Regions from separate parts of the Oryctolagus cuniculus genome. Here region 1 is linked to region 2. The links are chromatin contacts, called in public Micro-C maps. All regions are on one chromosome and are shown on one strand. The core of a region is the stretch at or near the end of the contact, and the rest is flanking DNA. Distances in the headings are between cores, read along the strand shown. Region 1 overlaps FAM178B (family with sequence similarity 178 member B). Region 2 holds the start of COX5B (cytochrome c oxidase subunit 5B).

The links. A called contact is a pair of places that touch in the nucleus more often than the background predicts.
Region 1: a Micro-C map of ear pinna shows a contact between it and region 2, with 3 times the contacts expected there. The contact joins the enhancer-like site here to the promoter of COX5B in region 2. A contact is called at or near these places in 2 of 6 Hi-C or Micro-C datasets (ear pinna and an unstated tissue).

The regions. Positions count from the first base shown.
Region 1 is chr2:110,778,237-110,783,287 of mOryCun1.1, reverse strand. FAM178B (family with sequence similarity 178 member B) reads right to left here. Exons shown (of 17, transcript XM_051835736.2): 6 at 3,064-3,169. Among named protein-coding and RNA genes, the nearest start is that of FAM178B, 42 kb to the right of the region's middle. Within about 2 kb of position 2,072, at least 2 of the 8 cell types and tissues checked have an H3K27ac peak or open chromatin away from gene starts, as enhancers often do. A contact at or near this core is called in ear pinna, where this site is marked.
Region 2 is chr2:110,723,692-110,728,559 of mOryCun1.1, reverse strand. COX5B (cytochrome c oxidase subunit 5B) reads left to right here and starts at 2,753. Exons shown (of 4, transcript XM_002710006.5): 1 at 2,753-2,986; 2 at 3,550-3,623; 3 at 3,808-3,907; 4 at 4,454-4,652. The coding sequence starts at 2,884. The coding sequence ends at 4,566.

The DNA of each region.
Region 1 (5,051 bases), core at 823-3,322, 55 kb before region 2:
AATAAATCCCATTTCATCCTCACTAGGCCACGTGGGAGGAGGATGTGGTCACTGCTGTCATCGTCCAGATGAGGAAACCATGCTTGGGGGTCGAGCAACTCCCCTCGGGTCACGCAGCCCGTTAGTTGCTAACCCAGGAGTGAAAGCCAGGTCCGTGGGACTTGAAACTCCCTTCTCTGTCCACCTCCCTCTGGGAGGGTCTGGGGCCTTCTGGCTTTTCACTCCTTGCGGTCACCTCCATGTCCCTGCAGGGCGGGGGCCAGCGTAGAGGAGAGAAGGAGCTTGCAAGCACTGACCAACCGCAGTCAGCTGGGCAGGACCAGGTTGGCCCCGCTCTGGGATCCTCGAATTGTTTCCGGGTCAGTGCTTTACTTTCACAGTCATCTGAGACCACTGGCGTGGAAAATCCTGGTCCTGAGTGCAGATCCACAACCTCAAACAACTCCAGACAACAGGGATCCTTATTTGAATGCTCCTGGAGTCAGTGTGTCCTGCGCCGGGGATGTGGGCACAAACAAGTACCCAGCACCCACCCACAGTGCCACCTTGACTGGGGACACACAGTCGGGGCCAGGCCTCGGGGCGGGGTTCCTGAGAGCTCACAGCTGTGGTGGGTGCTGTAGGGAACTCCCCCTTTCAGACACAGTGGCTCTGGAGTGCCCGAGGGCTGAATGCCACTCCTGGACCTGGCCCGAGAGTATGACCTCTCCAAGTGCAGCCTGTGTCTGGTGACAGGCTGATGCTGGGGTCTGAGGGCCTGGAGCCCTCACTTCAACTCAGGCTACCCGAAAGGGTCACCGGATTGCAGAGCCCCTCAGGACTGTCGGGGACCCCTCCTGCTGCACAGCCCCTCCCTCTGCTGGATCTACTGCCCTCCCCGTCACAGCTGGGGCACTCGCAGGGAAGCCACTGCCTCGGGGTCCATTCCTCTGTGACTTCTTGTAACTTCTACAGCCGAACACTCGACTCTCTAGAAACTCACTGAGGATATACGCTACCTGCTCGTGCCCATCCTCCCTGGTGAGGCTCACCTGGAAGGTCCACACGAGGTGGACAAGCCCACGGAAGTCAAGAGCACTGTGGCTGAAGCCTGTTCCCCGAGAGAACATCGGCTGAAGCCTCTGGGGGGCGGGGGCAGCAGGACCAAGACCCCAGGGGAACTCAGCATGGCCTCTCCAAGAACGCAGTGGACTGAGCAGAGCTGGAGAGCTCTGACTCACCACCCCCAGCTCCCAGGATGGACCCCAGGTGTCCGTGTAGGCTCCTGCAGCCCCGCTCACCCAGCTGCCTTGACTGGACCAGGGGACCATTTAATCCTCTCAGGAAAACTATATTGTCCTTCCTGGGGACTCAGATTTGTGGACACAGCCTGGTCTTGCTTGGCCAGGGAGCCCCCCGGGGAGGAGAGAGAAGCGGAGGCTGGTCCAGCTTCCTGATGCTTCCCCATCCTGGTTCCAGCTCCACCCGAGAGCCACCCACATCCCTGTCCTGGGATCCCCAGGACCGTTCTTGCTCTCCTCCCCAGGAGGCTGCAGGGGGGCCCTTCTTGGATTTCTACCTCTTGCAGCCAGAGTCCTCACTAACTATATAAGCTTCTGAAGTGCGCGGAGCATACTGCCCAGAGGTCTCCCAAAGCCAAGGGCACCCCTCTTGCCAACCTGGCTTCCGCCGTGGTGGGGGATGGAGCGTGAACCGGGGCCTCCACCCGCTGACAATGCCAGGCCCTGGGCCGAGCAGTGGCCAGGGCGGTCTGCGAGGGTTACGCACTTCACTTGCACATGGGGCCATCGGAGCACAGGGCAGATGCTAAGGAACACACCCACAGGTGACCAAGCTTGACCTTGTCTTGGGGGAGGCTCTGGGGTCCCAGGACCTCATGGAGACTGATCCCCCCAAGAGGAAGGGCACTCCACGCCGTGTCAGGGTCACACAAGGCCCCTCTGTGGGCGCCCTCTCAGTTGGGCTCTTTGTGTCTCCCAATGCCTAATTGTGTGCTTCGTCATCTGCTGTGCAAGGAGCAGAGAGAAGCTGTCCTGGCTGGGCTGAGAATAATGGACACACTGTTCCCTGTTCCTCCCCATCCACTCCCACCAGGCCGTGGGGGGAGAGGGACACGAGAGCAAGGGCCACACCAGGGCCCCAGGAGCCTGGGGTCTTTCTCCTCTGCAGCAGACCAGCGCACGAAGGCGGCCCCAGGGCTGGGGGCTGGGGGTGGGGGGAAGCAGAAGGAGCTGGAGGGCTCTGCCTGGAGTGTGGCCAGCCTGCCGAGGGGGAGGACTTCCTTGAACCCGCCCTGCACAGTGGCTGTGATTTACAGCTGGGGTCCAGGCTCCAACTGGCAGCAACAGGACGAGCTGGAACTTGTGACCAGCCCATCCCCAGGGGCCCTGGGAGGGGGCCCAGGCCAGGCAGGCATCCTCATGCCAGGCATTCAGATTGTAGCAGTTGGTTCCTGGGCCCGTCCCTGCTGGGTTTTTACTGTCTCTGTCTCTCCAAAAGTTGCAAGCCCCAGGCAGGGTGGATGTTCCCCCAAGGCAAAATGTTCCAAAGACAACCAGGAGGGAAGAGACCGCAGCTGCAGGTTTCTCTGGCCGACTAACAGCAGACAGGAAGCAAGCCCTCCGACCCACCAGCACCCTCGGCTTTAAATCTGTGGGCACCCCCCTGCCCCAGGGGGCTGCCTATCAGCTAGGGGACCTTGGTGGCCGGGGAAGAGATTTTTGACACAACAGGAGCCCTCGTTGGGGAAGCATGGATCCACACACTGAGGGGTTGGACTTCAAGTCCACTGGGAGCGCCAGGCCCCTCCGGAAAGCTAAGCTAGGCTTCTGGGTGGCACAGGCAACACCCGGAGAGGTGCACACCGAGTGGGAGGCAGAGGCTGAGGCCACACCTGGGTCCCCGTGAGGATTAACTCCCCATCAGCTTTCCTCCCTCCTCTGCCCTCAGCCCCAGACTTGGCAGGACAAGGTTAATGCCCAGCCCAGCTCCTCCCGCCTGCAGGCTGGCCCCAGCTAGGAGGCTGCTGCACTCCCGCCACCTAGCGGCTGGTCTGGTCCTCACCTGGAACAGCCACTGCAGAAGGGGCACCGGGCAGCTGGTCCTGTGCAGGTAGAGGTTGCTCAGGAGGCCGTGGTGCAGGAAGGAGAGCTGCTGGGCCTGCGAGGAGCTGGGGGACAGGCAGCGAGGTTAAGGGAGGTCCATGGGAGATGGTCACGTCGCAGCCGCTCCAAGAGCTAATAGGCTTTTCCAGTCCTCGACACGAGGTGCCCTCATCAAACTTGCCTGCTTGTCACAAGGGCTTTCCAGGAACATTCCTGGTCCCCCCCCCCAACCCTTTTTAAAAGATTTATGCATTTGTTTGAAAGGCAGAGTTACAGAGAGTGAGAGCGACAATGAGATTGATCCTCCATCCGCTGGTTCACTCCTCAAATGGCTGCAATGGCCCAGGGCTGGGCCAGTTGAAGCCAGGAGCCTGGAACTCCATCTGGGTCTCCCACATGGATGACAGGAGCCCAAACACTTGGGTCATTTTCTGTTGCTTTCCTAGGATCATTAGCAGGGAGCTGCATCAGAAGTAGAGCTGCCAGGACTTGAACCAGACCCATATGAGATGGCAGCATTGCAGGTGGCAGCTTAATCCATTGCCAGCCTCCCTCACAGTGGCTTTTTTTTTTTTTAGATTTATTTATTTGTTTGAAAGGCAGAGTTATAAAGAGAGAGGGAGGGAGGGAGGGAGAGAGAAAGAGAGAGAGAGAGAGAGAGAGAGAGTCTTCCATCTGCTGGTTCATTCCCCAGATGGTCGCAACGGCCGGAGCTGGACTGATCCGAAGCCAGGAGCCAGGAGCTTCTTCCAGGTCTCCCACATGGGTGCAAGGGCCCAAGGACTTGGGCCATCTTCTACTGCTTTTTCAGGCCATAGCAGAGAGCTGGATCGGAAGTGGAGCAGCCGGGACTCAAACCAGTGCCCATATGGGATGCCAGCACTGCAGGCAACAGCTTTACCCACTGCGCCACAGCGTTGGCCTCTCACAGTGTTTTAAGTATACTTCTGTGTGGCACACTTTGATGGAGAGGGAAACTGAGGCATTTACTAAGGGTGAGTAGAGGGTCGTGGTGCCTTGACTGCAGGCCCTGACCTGAGGGGCAGACGGGATTACCGTGCAGCCGTGCTAGCGTCACAGTATCTGCTTACACACTGAGTTTCTGTCTGTCGTGGCTTTTTCCAACACAGAGGGGACACCTGAGAAGATGGGAAAATAACAGAAAATAATTTCCCAGGACTAGGAAATTCTGGGAAGGGAACAGTCAACAAGGATTCCGTAAAGGACTCTCAGAAACCGAGAGCAGCTGCTGTCCCCGAGTCAGAGGAATGGCGCTCGGGCTGACCATGGGCCTGTGACCTGTGGTGTGTCCACTCTGGCTGGCCTGGGCAGTCAGACCGCCGGCCTGGGAGGAGGCCTGCTTTAGGTGCAGCATTGCCTTTGTAGGACAGCTTGGTCTATCCCAGGTCTCCATAAAATGAGTTGAAGTAGTCGTGTGTGTGGGTTTGAGATTTATTTTATTTATTTAAAAGGTAGAGTAACACAAAGAGAGGGATAAACAGAGATCTTCCATACACTGGTTCACTCCCCGAATGGCCACAATGGCTGGGGCTGGGCCAGGCCAAAGCCAGGGGCTTGGAATTCCATTCTGGTCTCCATGTGGGTGACAGGGAGCCAAGTACTTGGGCCATCATCCACTGCCTTTCCAGGCGCACTGCTAAGCAGGGAGCCGGACTGGAAGCAGAGCAGCCGGGACTAGAACCAGTACTCTGATAGGGGATGCCAGCGTCGCACATAGCAGCTTGACATGCTGCACCACAACGCTGGCTCTGCTCGTGATGGGCACAGGTGCTCTGCAAGTCATTTTAGAGGGGTTGGCTGGGCTTGGTCACCTTCCCAACTCCACCCAGAGAGACTGTCTTTGGGGTGGATTTCTCCACTCTCTGTATGTTTTCTGACTATTAATATTTCTCTTTCTAGATAATGTCCCATTGAGAATTAATATGG
Region 2 (4,868 bases), core at 1,504-4,003:
AGTGGGAAAGGGGAGGGTAGTGGGTGGGAGGGACGGTATGTGGGGGAAGCCATTGTAATCCATAAATCGTACTTTGGAATTTATATTCATTAAATAAAAGTTAAAAAAATGAAAACAAACAAAAAAAGACTGTATAGAAATGTGCACTGCATCATTGTTTGAGGGGCAAAAACCAAGAAACCATCTGAATGTTCATCAAGGGGAACAGCTAGATAAATTACAGCCCACTCATAGTAGGCAATGTTTTGCAGCAATTACAGAAAGTAAGCTAGACTTATATGTGTTGATCTGGGCAGATGTCCACAAGATATTTTATGAAATGAAAAAAAAATTAGCAATAACTTCTAAAGTGGTCAAAGAAAAAAACACATTTTACCAAATTTGTATATTTTCATTTATTATTTTGGCAGGCAGAGAGGTAGAGACAGATAGACAGAGACACATTTCATCTGCTAATTCACTCCCCAAATGCCTACAACAGCCAGGGCTGGATCCAGCCGAAGTCCGGAGGCTGGAATTCAATCTGGGTCTCTCAAGGGTGGCAGGAACTCAAGTACTTGGGCCATCACCTGCTGCCTTCCAGTGTGCACATTAGCAGGACACTGGAATCAGAACTGGAACTAGGACTTGAACTCAGGCACTCTGATATAGGATGCAGGGCATCACAGGTTGCATGTTAACCACAGCGCCCAATGCCTACCCGGCTACGTTTGTGTAATTTTAGGAAACTTCCTATATAGGTGTGTTTCTTTGAATATGTTAACGCAGGTATAGAGCAATATGTTCAAGCAAGTGTGATTTGGTCCCCCAGGGGGACAAGATGACTAATGACATTTTTAGTTGTCAAACACTAATGGCATAGCTGCTAAATCCTAAAACACACACTGGGCAGCCTCACCCCTCCCCTCTACACGTGTCAGTCACGCTGAGGTTGAGAAACCGGCACAGAGAAGAGAAGATAAACACCAAATTCTTAACCTTTTCCTTACTGTGTCTGTGTGGACTTAGTATAATAAGCATTTATTTTTGCAACTAAAAATTAGCCTGTAAAGGCAAAAAAAAAAGTTCATTTAGGCAAAGCCAATGATGGAGCAGGAGTGGCCAACTGCTCCCCCAGGAAACCTCAGGGGCACGGGTGTGAGTGAGGGTGGCAGGCGCTGGAGGCAGCAGGGGTGGGAGAGGATCTGATTTTAGAGCTCACCCGCACAATCTGAATAGTCCCGGGGAGAAGTGGAGCCCTGGACGAGGGCTCACTATGTGTGGAACAAGCCCCAATTCAATTCCTAACTTCTAGCTTGGAGCAAACCATCTGTGTCAGGCAGCAGGGACTCCTAACACATCAGAGCTGACTGTCCCACCGGCCTGCTCAGGAGCAGGTTAGTAGGTGCTCCCCACGAAAGCCTTTTGTGGCTAAGACAGGAAAAGTCCAGCTTAAGAAACTGCGAAGCAGAGTTCTTTGCTGCAGAGCCTTTAACATGTTGATTTGCACGTCCAAGAGGGTGGTCCTCACAAGCAGGACTGTCCTATCTTGGCCAATTCCTTTTTTCTGACCGCACATCTTGAGCCTTGGATTCCATAGAGTACTTCGGAAAACAGTATCCTCATCTGATTATCGTTTCACTGATTAGGACAAGGTGGCCAAAAAGAGAAAACAAAACAAAACAAAATCGGACTGAGCTGCCTGGTAGGGCCAGCTGTTTTCCAGACCAATGATTTTTTTTCTCACCAAACACCAAACCACAGGTACAAATCAACGATAGATCCTTGGGGACCATTCCTTGGTTTTAAATAACTTCCCTTCTGTGTAATCTAGAGGAGTTGCAGTGGATGTAGGAAGAAGGGGGCAACACTCAAAGCAAAACCCACCTTTGAAGAGGATCAAGTCAAGTCTGGTCTCAGGATAGAGACCATTTTTCTCCCCTTGGTGGAAAGGGCACCCAGGAAGACCACATGAGCTCCCCTGAAGGAGGAGGTCCTTTTGAGTATCATAACCCGTATGGGACCTCCACTCTCCAACCTGCCTCAAATTGCCCTATAAACCGATCCTGTATCCTCCGTCCAAGTACTAAAAATGCTATATATGCCAGGCCTCTGCAAGATACGTAACTCCACGATGATGCGGTATCATTTCCACTCTGAAGGGATTTTCCATCTGGTAGGGAACCGCAGACTTGCTAACACTTGATGCGAACCAAGCGGCGAGGAGTCGACAAGGAGGAAAGCGTTTCCCAAGGCTCTCCATGCCCACCCTAAGCCTGAAGGTAAACGGGGAGTTATTGGAGGATGTTGTCGGTTTTAAACAGAACTCTGGCCACACAGTGCGTTCTGCGACTCCACTTCCCATTATCACTTCCCCTTCCTGCTCCTCTCCTCCCCTCATCTTTTCCTTAGTTAATAACCCGCGGAAGGGTCACTCCCTCACCTCATATCATCAAAGGGCCTTGGTCCTGGGAGCGGCCACCTCTGGCTCTAGCCTCCTGCTCATCACCAGGGGGCTCATTACCCTACATAGTACACCTGTATAAGTAATTGGTACTAACGCAAGTCTCCTGACAGACGCTGACTTAAAGACTTCCGTCCGCAGCCTCCTCAGTGACCCAACCATCAGGTAAGACGCACAGCAACTCCCATTCGGCTGGGTCACTGAATTGTCCAAACCCCAGGGTTACCAAAAACCAAACCTAAAGACCCGCCATTGACGGGGCCCGAACCCGCGTCTTTGCAGTGCTGGGCATGCGCAATCTCCCCCACGAAACCGTCACGTGGACTCGGGAGCTGGTAGGAAGCGGAAGACTAACCAGGAGGAGAAAGAAGCCCGCCCCCGGAAGTCCCGCCCATCTCTAGAGCTTGTTCCCGGAAGTGGCGCTGTTTGTCGCGGGCGTGATGGCTTCAAGGTTACTTCGCGGAGCTGGAGCGCTGGCTGCTCAGGCCCTGAGGGCCCGCGGACCCAATGGAGCGGCTGCCGTGCGCTCCATGGCTTCTGGAGGTACGCGGCGCAAGGGACCGGTGTCGTTGCTCTCCCGGGGTGGTTGGGGCTGGGGCAGGAAAGCGGGTCGGGCTCTGCAGCCCCTCTGGGCCCCAGTGGCCACCTCTCGGCCCCGAGTGCATCAAGCTCTGCGGGCGTCGCCCTGTCATTTCGGGCTTCCGCTACTGCCGCCCACCGAGCTGACCCCGCAGAGTAAGACTCCTCAGCAGAGGTGCCGGATGACCTTGGAGGGCAGGGATTGCAAACGGGATGGAGCGGGACCGGGCTGCCCTTCAAACCCGCGCCCACTCTGAGCCGAGTGGACTCTGGTTGACCAGCTTTTAGAAAAATGTCGAAAAATCGGTTTTGGTGGTTGGAGGTGTGGAGAGAGCAAAGCTTCCGCTGGTGCTGGTCTTTTGGGGCTCGTCCCTAGAGGATCCTGGGTATCTGCAGCCTTTAGGAGCCCGTGAGCCCAGTAAAACATAGACAGGAGCTCGTGTGTGGCGTTTTCCGTCTTGATCATTTGCAGCGTGCCTTTTCCTGTCTGGGTCGCTAAAGGACATAATGCACGTGTCTTCCTTTAGGTGGTGTCCCGACCGATGAGGAACAGGCCACCGGGCTGGAGAGGGAGGTCATGATGGCCGCGCGGAAGGGACTGGTGAGGAGGGGCTCCCTTCTGTGTCTTCTGTGGTGCTCATGGGTCTGGGATGGAATCGGGGGAGTCGCCAGTCCTCTCCGTGCATTTGATCCAGGCAGCCTGGCTTGTGGGAGCAGGCCTCAGCTCCGGGAGGGTAGAAGTCTTATGGCATAGTGGAGTAATTCTTTTTTTTTTTTTTTTCCAGGACCCATACAATATGCTACCCCCAAAGGCAGCTTCAGGCACCAAGGAGGACCCTAATTTAGTCCCTTCCATCACCAACAAGCGAATAGTGGGCTGCATCTGTAAGTCCCTGACACGTTTTCTTAACTATTTAAGTAGTATATTCTGTTTGGGACGGCTATAAGCTGCTTCACATCTCGTGTGTGTGTGTGCAACTCTATGAATGTAAAGAGGATGTGTGTATAACTAAGTTGTTCCCAGAGTCCTGGCTCTCACGCAGTAGGTCATCCTTACTGGAAAGAGGTGTGGAACAAGCAGCAAGACTGGCTGGCTGGAAGTGCATGATGAAGATGGAATTTTCATTCACAAATCTTGGGCAATGTTTTAGGCCCCAGGGATGCACACCAGAGTGGACCCCGTTTGGAAGTCTGTGTAGGCAAGGGTATTGCTAGAACTTACAGTGACCTTGCTGTAAGGTCGGTATATGTGCAGGTAGATGCAGGGCCTCAGTTCTTCATCTGGAGAGTAGGGAGGAGAGTTTGAACTGATGTCCTCAGATGTCAGCCACAGTTTTATTTCTGTCTCCGAGGTGTCTGGGTAAAAAAGGTCAATGTTGAAAGTCTCTCTTCTTAGACCGGATGACTTTCAAACTCCTTTTGTCCTTTCAGGTGAAGAGGACAACAGTGCTGTCATCTGGTTCTGGCTGCACAAAGGCGAGACCCAGCGATGCCCTAACTGTGGAACCCATTATAAGCTGGTGCCTCACCAGTTGGCCCACTGAGCCCCTGCGCTAACTTAATCAGAATGTGCTGTGAGGTTTCTTCTTCCCAATAAAGATTAGCCATTGTATTGGCTCCTCCTCCCGTAGGTGACTGGCTTTACTTCTTTGTTTTCTTTTCCTTTTTTTTTTTTTGTAAGATTTATTATTTTTCTTTGAAAGGCAGAGTTAAAGAGAGGCAGAGAGAGGTCTTCAATCCGCTGGTTCACTCCCCAGATGTCTGCAGCGGCCAGAGCTGTGCTGATCCGAAGCCAGGAGCTTCTTCCAGGTCTCCCATGTGGGAAACCCCAAGGACTTGGGCCATC